2 separate regions of the Sus scrofa genome follow, and region 1 is linked to region 2. The links are chromatin contacts, called in public Hi-C maps. All regions are on one chromosome and are shown on one strand. Each heading gives the region's core, a stretch centred on a gene start, on an enhancer-like site or on the middle of the called end of the contact. The rest is flanking DNA. Distances are from core to core; before and after follow the strand shown. Region 1 overlaps LIMCH1 (LIM and calponin homology domains-containing protein 1). Region 2 overlaps LIMCH1 (LIM and calponin homology domains-containing protein 1).

Evidence for each region. A called contact is a pair of places that touch in the nucleus more often than the background predicts.
Region 1: a contact with region 2 is called in a Hi-C map of liver, with 2.9 times the contacts expected there. The contact joins two enhancer-like sites. A contact is called at or near these places in 3 of 47 Hi-C or Micro-C datasets (all in liver) and 1 of 2 datasets of contacts at active chromatin or transcription factors (skeletal muscle).

Annotation. Positions count from the first base shown.
Region 1 is chr8:32,714,374-32,719,694 of Sscrofa11.1, reverse strand. LIMCH1 (LIM and calponin homology domains-containing protein 1) reads right to left here. Exons shown (of 35, transcript XM_021101157.1): 10 at 3,298-3,524; 11 at 3,223-3,295; 12 at 107-349. Among named protein-coding and RNA genes, the nearest start is that of PHOX2B, 130 kb to the left of the region's middle. Within about 2 kb of position 1,379, at least 3 of the 83 cell types and tissues checked have an H3K27ac peak or open chromatin away from gene starts, as enhancers often do. A contact at or near this core is called in liver, where this site is marked.
Region 2 is chr8:32,504,508-32,509,451 of Sscrofa11.1, reverse strand. All of the region lies in intron 1 of LIMCH1 (LIM and calponin homology domains-containing protein 1), which reads right to left. Among named protein-coding and RNA genes, the nearest start is that of LIMCH1, 74 kb to the right of the region's middle. Within about 2 kb of position 1,496, at least 9 of the 83 cell types and tissues checked have an H3K27ac peak or open chromatin away from gene starts, as enhancers often do. A contact at or near this core is called in liver, where this site is marked.

The DNA of each region.
Region 1 (5,321 bases), core at 130-2,629, 210 kb before region 2:
TTTCCTGGCCATAAAAATTTAAAAATAATAGAAGGATAAGTATTTGATTCTTTCAAAGTTAAATGAGACCACTGTTAGGGAGAAACCAGGAGAAAATATGACACACCTCGTCTTTCCTGACACTTTCAGCCTCTCCCACGTCTCCAGGTCGGCTTCTGTTATATTGGACACGGTGACAAAGCTCGGGGCCTCGCGGTGAGGACCAAGCCTGCCCTGAATCCTCCGCTGGGCCAGGTCATCTTTGTAAAGATCGGGGACCTTCCTGAGTCCCTCGCCTGCAGGTTCATGCTCCTGAGCCCGCACAATACAGGTCACCCTTGGCTTCACCTCTTCAGTGTGGCCCTGGTTTCTGTCAATTTGATCCAGTCAATTTCCCCGCGTCACCGGAAATATCAGGTTCCAGAAAGGGGAGCAGACAAACAGCATGTCAGGCACGGAAGCTCAGAGGCGGAGGACAGAACAGGATGAGGGAAGCACCTTCCCCTTTCTCAAAAACATGGGATCAATTGCAAGCTCGATTCCTCAGGTCTCTGCTACCCTTTTGACACTGTAACGAGACAGTGTTCCCACCAGATGACAGTTTCTAGTTTGGTTTTGGAAGAGAAGCCAGGGCTCGCGGAAGACTATTAAGAATGGTAATGGGATGTTGGTTTAACAGCAACGATGCCCAATTCCCACACTATTCAAGTTACTAGAATGAATTCAAGTTTTCTGATTGAATCCGGGAGCCCTCCTGGAATGTCCTTTACTGCAGCAGTAAAATGTTAGTAACGAGCTCTGCATGATCCAAATTCTAGGATTAGTGTGGAGATGGCTGGGACATTGTTCACATATTAAACGTTTCAGCTATAAACCCCTCGCACTGCCAGAAAGTACGGGTAGGTCAAGGCTGAAGCGAAAGCTTCAGTGTTCAGATTCGGCCCCTGTCTCGTGAGAGCATTGATAAGGTGTGGCCAGTGTAAACTGAAGAGGCTGTCTGCTTTACCTGGATCCACAGAGGCAATTCCTTCTTGTTTCTTGTGTCGGGAACGTTACTAATGCTAAAACTGATCTTTTCAGTCTTTTTTCCTAAGAAGTGAACATTAGATGGCTAATGTTGACAACACTGTCATTTAAACCGAAGCTGTGGCCTCTAAAGGCACACTCTGTCACATTCAGAGTCATTTTCCAACTAAATATGTTTCTTGAGACAGAAAAAGCTCAAAAATATATATAAATAGTGCTCCTCAATTTTTTTTTTCCCAAAATATATCTTCTATGCCAGAAAACCAGAAAGTATTCTTTTGTAACCTGGGCCATGTGGTATTTTTACAGAGCCTATGCAAATATGAAGGTTACAAAACTTTCCACTGACTTTTTAGGTTGGGGAAGGGCATCAAGAGACAGTGTAGCAAAGAGCCACGAGGGAGCGTTCTTCTGTTTTAAAAATCAGTTCTTTGATGCGCTCTAGAGAGATCACGGGCTGTTCCAGACCCACAGCTGTGTCCCCAAACACAGCGTCAGGTGACAACAGATAAATGGGGCTGGAAATATCAGGAATTAAAATTGCATGGAGGGGACAGGAAAAAACGGAGGTGCAAAAGCTACTCCTTTTCCTCACTCAAGTTGCTGATTCCCATCAATATGACTTGATGCTGGTCAGTTATCCAGAAGCCTTTGTTTCACTTGCAACAACTGATCCCTCCCACAAGGCCTTCTGAGGATGGTCTGTTACAGACAAGCATGCCAACCAGAACTGCAAAGACCAAAAACCTCCTGAAGCTATAATGTGTCCTATTTAAAAATGCGCCAGGTCTTTTGTGTTTAATGTCCAGAGACCTTCCATGTCTTTTGTACCTGGTACTTCCTACACTAAAAAAAAAAAAAAAAAAAAAAATTAAAAACTGTAAAAAACACCAACTACTCCACTGATCTCAGTGGCTCTGCCCAAAGGGCCATTTTAATTGTATAGAACGCAGTTGAGATATTTATATTCTTAGTTCCATATACTTACAAACCTCTTAAGTGATAGCCAAAAACATGGCAATTAAATAATACAGATACGAACTCAAAGTTAATTTTTTTTTGGCTGCACTCACTGCATGCAGAAGTTCCTGGGCCTGGGATGGAACCCAAGCCACAGCAGTGACAAAGCCGGGTCCTTAACCCCTAGGCCACCAGGGATCTCCTAACTGATTTTAATATAAGGAAAAATACAAGAATGATGAACTCTGCACACTGAAAGTTAGCAGGCTGACTGATTGAATGCAGTCATATCCCTCTTAGGGTGAAAATCACTGGCCAAATCCCATTTCATTTAATTTCCCTTTCCTTACGTAAGAGGATGGGAGAAAAGTTGGGAGAAGGGAAACTCACTTAAAAATAATTTCTTTGATAGAACAAATAGAATTGTGTTATATATTTGAGAAGTTGGTGTTTTTTTTTGTTGTTTTCTTTGTCTTTTTGCCTTTTCTAGGGCGCTCCTGGGGCATATCAAGGTTCCCAGGCTAGGGATCTAATCAGAGCTGTAGCCGACAGCCTCCACCAGAGCCACAGCAACACGGGATCCGAGCCGCATCTGCGACCTACACCACAGCTCACGGCAACGCAGGATCCTTAACCCACTGATCAAGGCCAGGGATCGAACCTGAAACCTCATGGTTCGTAGTCAGATTTGTTAACCACTGAGCCTCGACGGGAACCCCATATTTGAGAAGTTTTTTGGATGAGAAATCTCTTGTCAGATGGCTGGGTGGTTGTGGTGGAGTGAGAGAAGAAATGGAAAGCCTCCTTTTTTTTTCCCTCCTAACATCTGAAAGGTGCTAAAAAGAGAGAAGAGCTCATCCCTAAGGAATAACTATGATTTCTGTCTGCAATGAATGGACTGAAGCAGCCTTGAAGGTGGCTGTTCTCTGATCAGCAATGGCCTGTGTTTATTTACCCCAGTAATGCCAGTCTATGACACCAGCACCTGTATGTGTGATGTGCCCAAATACAGCACATCTGCACACCGAAGCTCTGCATTTATGGGGTGAATTCAGCTCTACTTTGGACACGGCCACTCCCCTGCCGTCTGCACTTCCTTCCGGGAGATTGGATACCTGGAGTTGGAGTTCCACCTCAAAATAAACCAAGACTAGTCATTATATGCAATTAGGGCTGGAAAGAAAGGAACGGGGGTTATGATACAAATCACACTTGCCTAATTCTCCTCTCTCTCTCACACACACACAGAGTGCACACCTTTTATGTTCTAGATTTTTCTTTTCTGAGATTCCCTTCGAGAGCTGTTTGCTGCCGTCTGATTTCTCTGCTCTTTTTTCCGGTAAGGACCATAGAGAAGCTGATTCAGTGGCACCATTGGCTTGGTCTGGTTCATCCTGGCTCTTCTGGCAGCAAAGTCATCTTTCTCCAGATCCGGCAGTCGACATGCAACTTCGTCTTCTGATTCTGGATCTTTGCCACTTTGGTGGACCAGGAAAGGGTTTTCTCTGCGAAGGATAATGTCTCGAACAGCTTCTCTCTCGTCACTTAATTGCTTTTGACTGATAGAGCAAAATGAAATGGAACTCCACATGTGATCAGACCAAAACAGTTTCTAAATCCCCATCTCCAGGCAGACAGCTGTCTTGTTAGTGAAAGACAGTGAAAGATCTTCTCAGTTTTGTTAGGCCGGATGACATCCATTTACTGTTAGGCCATTGACATCCAGAGTGGCAGCATCGTTAGGGCGGGTTTCAAAACCTTGACTTCAGCCAGCGACTAGCAATACTAAAAAATTCATTTAATTCACAGGGCCCCATCAGCATCAGAAAGACAGGATCCTAAATGGCTCTGAAAGGAACAATCCAAATTCTTTTCATGAAATTGGGAAAAGTAGGAAGCATTTTGTTGTTATTTTTTTCTTTAGCATATTAGTAATGCACCCAATGGGTACTCAACTGATTTTGACTGACAGGGCAGAAACTTGCGCCATCAGGAAACAGATCTGGGGGAATGCAGTTATGCGACAGCACACCTAGAATGTGTACCAGATGGCAAAATGTAAGTAAGGACGGTCTTTCTGCAGAGCTGGGCTAATCTGAAACATCTAGAACGGTTTATGACCATTTGTAGGCTGGAACCTAGGCACAAAAGCTCATTTGCCCTGCACCCTCCCATCAGCAACTTTTTATTCCATCTTTTACCACATGCCTCTCCAGCCCCCAGCTCTTCCTTGCCATACGCTAGATGTTAAATACGTTGTGTTAAGGAATTTTGCCAAAATGTTTACTTAGGATTATTTTCATTTTCAAAGAAATCTCAGAGGCCCCAGATGTGAAATTCTTAGAGAAGTGCAATTTAATGGTGGAATATCAGCTTTTTATGCTTTGTTTCTTACTTCTGTTGGGGGTAGAGTAGGTGGGAACACAGCTGATGGCACCTATCTGGTGTTCAAACAAACTCCTTCCCCCTACTCCTAAGATCAGCCTTGGTCTAAGTCATAGTAAAGAAAATAAAACTTTAGAAAAATCATCTTCTCGGTTCATCGAGATGAGAAGTAAACAAAACATCTTGACTTCTGAAGAAAGTTCACCTACTTTGTATCCAATTTCTGAGAGAGGATTAAGAGTAAATTCTTCATGGTCCAGGGATAGTCATCTCAAAAATGAAGGCAGGAGGAATTAGGCTGTCTAAGAGTAATACGATCAAGGAAATGCTGTCTACTTTAGTTGACCAGATGGCCTGGTGCTGCTGTCAGCTTAGGATGACAGCAAGCCCTCACTCCATCTGGCTTTTGGAAAATCAAACCATCATTAGTCATGCCCAGAAAACTCCTTCTCCTTGCTGACCATGGAGAGAAAACTGCATAAAAGTTTAAATCCTGGAATTTAGAGGTGGAGGATGGTCCTTTACTCCTTGAATAAATTTATTTCTTAAAATATGAAATCCTGCCCTTTGAGTTGCACTCCTGGCTCTTGGTCTCTTGCCTGGCCACTCCTGGACTCACTCCACTCATGCTCACCCTTCTCCCTGGCTCCTTAGCCAATGTTTCTGGCAAGAACGAACTGGTATTGGTTGGTTGTTGATGGTTTGTGACCATAAAGAATGGTCAGTGGGAAATGATAGGCCACTAAATGAATCTCTTTGCAAATGCATTATTTCAAGCACACTGATGATGACAAAGAAGGTGGCTAACCGTTACAGAGCGCGTGCCACGTGCTGCAAGTCCTTCTAGCTTTAATCCGTTTGGCGCCAATACTAGCCTTGCAATGTCATTGTCATTAGCATCTCCATTTTACAAACTATAGACATGGTCCCTGAAAGTACAGTCCTAGCATTCCATTTTATAGGGTGGAAAC
Region 2 (4,944 bases), core at 247-2,746:
AACTCTATCATCTTTCCTTGACCCTACGTGAAACCATGCTCCAGCTTCGGCTCCTAGGACATCACTAACCATGGACGCTAGGTCCTTGGATTTCTGGAGTTGCAATGAACCTAAAAGACTGTCATCTTTTACACATGGGGAGGTTAAGCGACTTGCTTGAGGTCGCACACCTGAATAGCTAGAAGCCGCTTAGTGTCTCCAGATAGTCACCTTATTGTCTACCTTTTTTTTATTTTTCATTTTTATTGTTGTTGTTGTTTGGCATTTTAGGGCTGCACCTGCAGCATGTGGAAGTTCCCAGGCTAGGGGTCGAATTGGAGCTGCATCTGCAGTCTACACCATAGCTCGTGGCAATGCCAGATCCTTAACCCACTGAGCAAGGCCAGGGATGGAACCCACCACCTCATGGATCCCAGTCGGGTTCGTTAGCCACTGAGCCACAAAGGGAACTCCCTATTGTCTACCTTTGGCTCCTCAATTACTGGCTGTCTCTGCCACTTTTATTCCCGCCAATTATCTCTTATTTGAAATCAATCCCCTCCCCTGGAGTTCTTGACGCCAATTTGTCCTGGCATTATCCCACCTCCAGTTCTTTTTACTTTCTCTAAGAAACACAGTTACTAAGTGTCAGGCTCTGTTCTAAGTGCCTAAGACATGCTAAGTCCTTCAATCACTATAATATGGCCTGAGGACTATTACCTGCGCTCCCATTACCCTGCTAGGGCATGGAGGCTAAGGGACTTGCCCAAGGTCCTCTTTTGGGAAGAGGCAGAGCCAAGATTCAAGGCCTCAGAATTCTGTTCTTTACCGCTCCTCCACGCTGTCTCCCCCACTGCTGTGTCCCCTTCCCTCCCAAAGGTTAGAAAGTCAGCAGTCCCCCTGCCCCATCAAGAGGTCACCTTTGAGAATCTCAATTTCAGAGCAATCTAGCCATGGAGCTGTTAAGACCACCCAAGGAAAACGGCTTATTATCCCCCTGCACACATTTCAGAGAGATTTTTTTTCTAACTGCTGAACACACGGGAAGGTGGGGGGTGGGGTGGAACCCAACAGTAAACTATTCTTTTTTTCCAAAGGGACTCACCATTTGGTGGGTAAACAAGGTGAGAAAACAGAGCTAAGCCCCAAGGACTAGACAATGTGGTCTGAGTTAAAGATAAAGCCAAACTTGCACTGAATTCATCAGGAATGATTGATTGAAACTTAACTGGGGAACTCATTTGTTTGTACAGTCTAAAGAAGGAAGGAGTCCTGTTTTGGTAAGATAGCCCTAAGTCTGGCTTCTGTTTTATTTTTGCTATGTATTTTTGTACCTTGGGGGGTGGTGGTGGTATGAGCAGGAGTGCAAAGGTCTTCTGGCAAAAAACTCCTTTGTTAAAATCCAGAAAAACAAACAACCAGCATCAATGTTTTGGAACAGCCCACAGCTGCCCTGCTTTCAAACATTTTACCTTCCACTTATTTAAGGAAATGAGCACACAAAGGCTTCCAGAATTGGGTCTGACCCCGAGGAGGTCACTGCACCGGACCCACTGAGTTCTTGCACAAGACAGGGAGAGGGCAGCAGGGGAGGAGGGAGGAAATGGCCAGGCAGACTGATAAATACAAAAATGCTCACTCTCTTGACCCTCGGGCAGGAGGAAAACAAAATCCATCATGTGTGAGCTGGCAAAGGAAGCTTTACTTTGAGGACAAAATCCATGCAGTACTTAAAATGCCCATGACAGGGCCTTCCCGTGAGTCCGGAGAAATGAATAGCGCAGACAGGAAGACCCCAGACAGTTCATGGTAGAAAGAGGAAAAGAGCAGGAGGGGCAATGGAAAGGCTCCAAAGATTCCAATGATCTCAAGCCATCAGTGTCAAAACCTCTCTCTCCCCAAACTGTCCAAGAAAGGCTCAGATGTAAAATAAATGAGGTCTGGCCCCTTTCTTTGATGCTCAATCGGAAGCTCGAGGTATCAAAACTCATTCATCCATTGATTCCCCCAGTGTGAACGGCACTCCGCTTTCTGTGCCCGGGAACTGGGCGAGGCATTGGGGGCGGAGCCTGACTCGCCACATCTTCATGAGAGGTGCGAGCTCATTGGAATGTCATAGAAAACATCAGGCAGGTGTGCTTTTGTGTACCAAGAGTATAGGTGGATGCAATTTGTAACCCAGCATCCTACCTGCAATGATGATTTTAGATGAAAGGGAAGCCAACAATTGCTCAATAACTGTGAACTGTACCTGGGAGGGCTGAGATGGTCCCTTATTTCAACAAGGCTGAAGGAGTTTGTTTACAAAGACCTGTCAAACTGCACTCAGGAATGGGCTGGCTCTCTTAAGCAATGATGTTTCTGTGCCAACTCCAAGTCTAAAGGGGACAGCCCCTGCCAGGAAATGACAATTCTGTGTGGCGCCAACTGCAGTACATATTAGATCCTTTGCACCAAGAAAACAACCCTTTCCAAACCTCTCCTCCACTGTAGAAGGCAGTCATATGTAGGGAACCTTCAAAAGACTGAGTTACCAGAATTACTCTAAGCAGGTAATATTTCTAAAGTAAAATGACCAGGATATGGTTATGATTCATAAATTTCACTAACATCTCCTGTGAAACATCAATATGAAATACATCTTTCGCTATTACACAGAAGAATGTAGAAAAACCCTTTTTATATGCATACCATAAAAAGACCTCAGACTCACCTGGAATTTTATAGGAATCTTTTCACTCTCTCAGATTTCATAGTTAGGCGCGGTTTCAGATCGAAACTATTCACATGGACATAAATGTTCCTAAAAACAGCAGCACCTCAGACATCCAGCTCTCAGCTGTCTACAAACCCCCATTCTCTGAAACAGCCATGAAACTAGACATTTAAGTGTCTGCATATGTGGCAGAATCCCAGAAAAGCCTGTGACATGACGAATGGGTAAAAAAAGGCAGTGTGCTTGGTAGGTAACTGTTTTTTGAGTTTGGCAATTGGTGGTCCAAGCCAGTGTCCCATGGACAACCAGTCTTCAGGATGAAGAACTCGAAGTCAATATAATTGGTTTAAAAACAGCAGGTAACAGAGGTAGCAGGTAACAGAAATAGAGATAGGGTGGTAGGAAAGAGATCCCCAGAGAGTAATGAAAATGAGGGTAGAAACTGTGCCAATGGGAAGAGAAACAGGGCAAAACATAAGGCTGGGACCATTCATGGCATCACAACCCTTTACAGACATGAAGCCATTAGAAGGCATTATCTCTCTGTATTAAAACAAGTAAACTGGGAGTTCCCATCATGGCGCAGTGGAAACGAACCTGACTAGCATCCATGAGGATACAGGTTCAATCCCTGGCCTCGCTCAGTGGGTTAAGGATCTGGTGTTGCCATGAGCTGTGGTGTAGATCAAAGATGCGGCTTGGATCTGGCGTTGCAGTGACTGTGGAATAAGCCAGAGGCTATAGCTCCGACTTGACCCCTAGGCTAGGCACCTCCATATGCCCCGGGTTCGGCCCTAAAAAGGCAAAAAAATAAATAAATAACAAAACAAGCAAATCACTCTTTACAATGTTTCATGTTCAAAATCTTTTTAAATGTTCAGAAGAAAAATAGATAGGCTCTTCTCCATTTAAGAACCCATTTGTACCAGGCTGTTAAAAGCAGGTCACCATATTCCTCAAGTGGGAACCAGGAGAGGGACTGAGACATTTGGTGGCCAAGAGTAATATTTTCATAACAGAGAAACAGAATTAATCAGGATTCAACACAGACACCCAGAGGGAAGACCAAAGATGAATTTTCCTCTGATTTTCTCTTTGACAGTGGAACGTAAAAGAAATACAGATTTCCTGCAGGAAACAGAAAATAAAGGACATTGATGGCCACTCTGTCTGACCCAGAGGAATTCAGTTTCTTAAAGGCTGACTGGACAACATCCAGCAGCAACATAATCAAGAAGTAGTTGCAAATCACTGAGGTACATGGAAGGACTGGACCACACTGACCTGCCATATAGCGCAGGGAACTCTACCCAACATTCTGTGATAATCTATACAGGAAAAGAATCTAAAAAGAATGGATGTATGTTCATGTATAACTGAATCGCTTTGTTGTACAGCAGAAATAATCACAACACTGTAAATCAACTACATTTCAATAAAACTTAAAAAAAATGAAAAAAGAAAAAGAAGTCACTTCAAAGAGCTGCTAGGGTCCCTAATGCCGTATTCACAATTCCAAAAGCTCTAAAAATCAAAATTATTTGGATTTCGTAAAAACTCAACTAGTGATAAAACCTGACCTGAATTTACTTGACACTATGAATTATCTTGAATTACCCAATGTGGACATTCATACAACATGAATGCCTTGGAATACAGGGTGTTGCTATGGAAGATGGTACATAACTTGTGTTATTTGCACTGTACTAACTCCTTAAAATCTGAAAAATGATGAAATATGAGTGTATTTGGCCCCAAGAGTTTACAGAACACCCGTGGATCTGTACATGGCAAGACTACTTTAGGCTGCCAACAAGAATTTATGACACAGTTTTTAATTTTTGCCTAGGTTCTTCCATTCAACCAACATTTGGAAAGCATTCACTGTGTGCCTGAAACTGGGCTAGGTATTGCTGTGTTTATTTCTAAAAGGGCTCAATTTTATTTTTGCCTTGTATGTAAAACAAGATCAGGAATAAGAGTCACACTATAGTTACAGAACTTATTAACAGAGTTCCATGTTGATAAAGAGTGGAAGGAAAGAGAAGGGAAGGGAGGCGAGGGGAAGGGAAGGAAGGAAGGAAGGAAGGAAGGGAAGGAGGAAGGGAGGTAGGGAGGAAGGAAAGAAGGGTAGGCCTTTCACTTTAGCTTAAAACTTAATGTCTCAGAGTTCCCATCGTGGCTCAGTGGTTAACGAATCCGACTAGGAACCATGAGGTTGCGGGTTCGATCCCTGGCCTTGCTCAGTG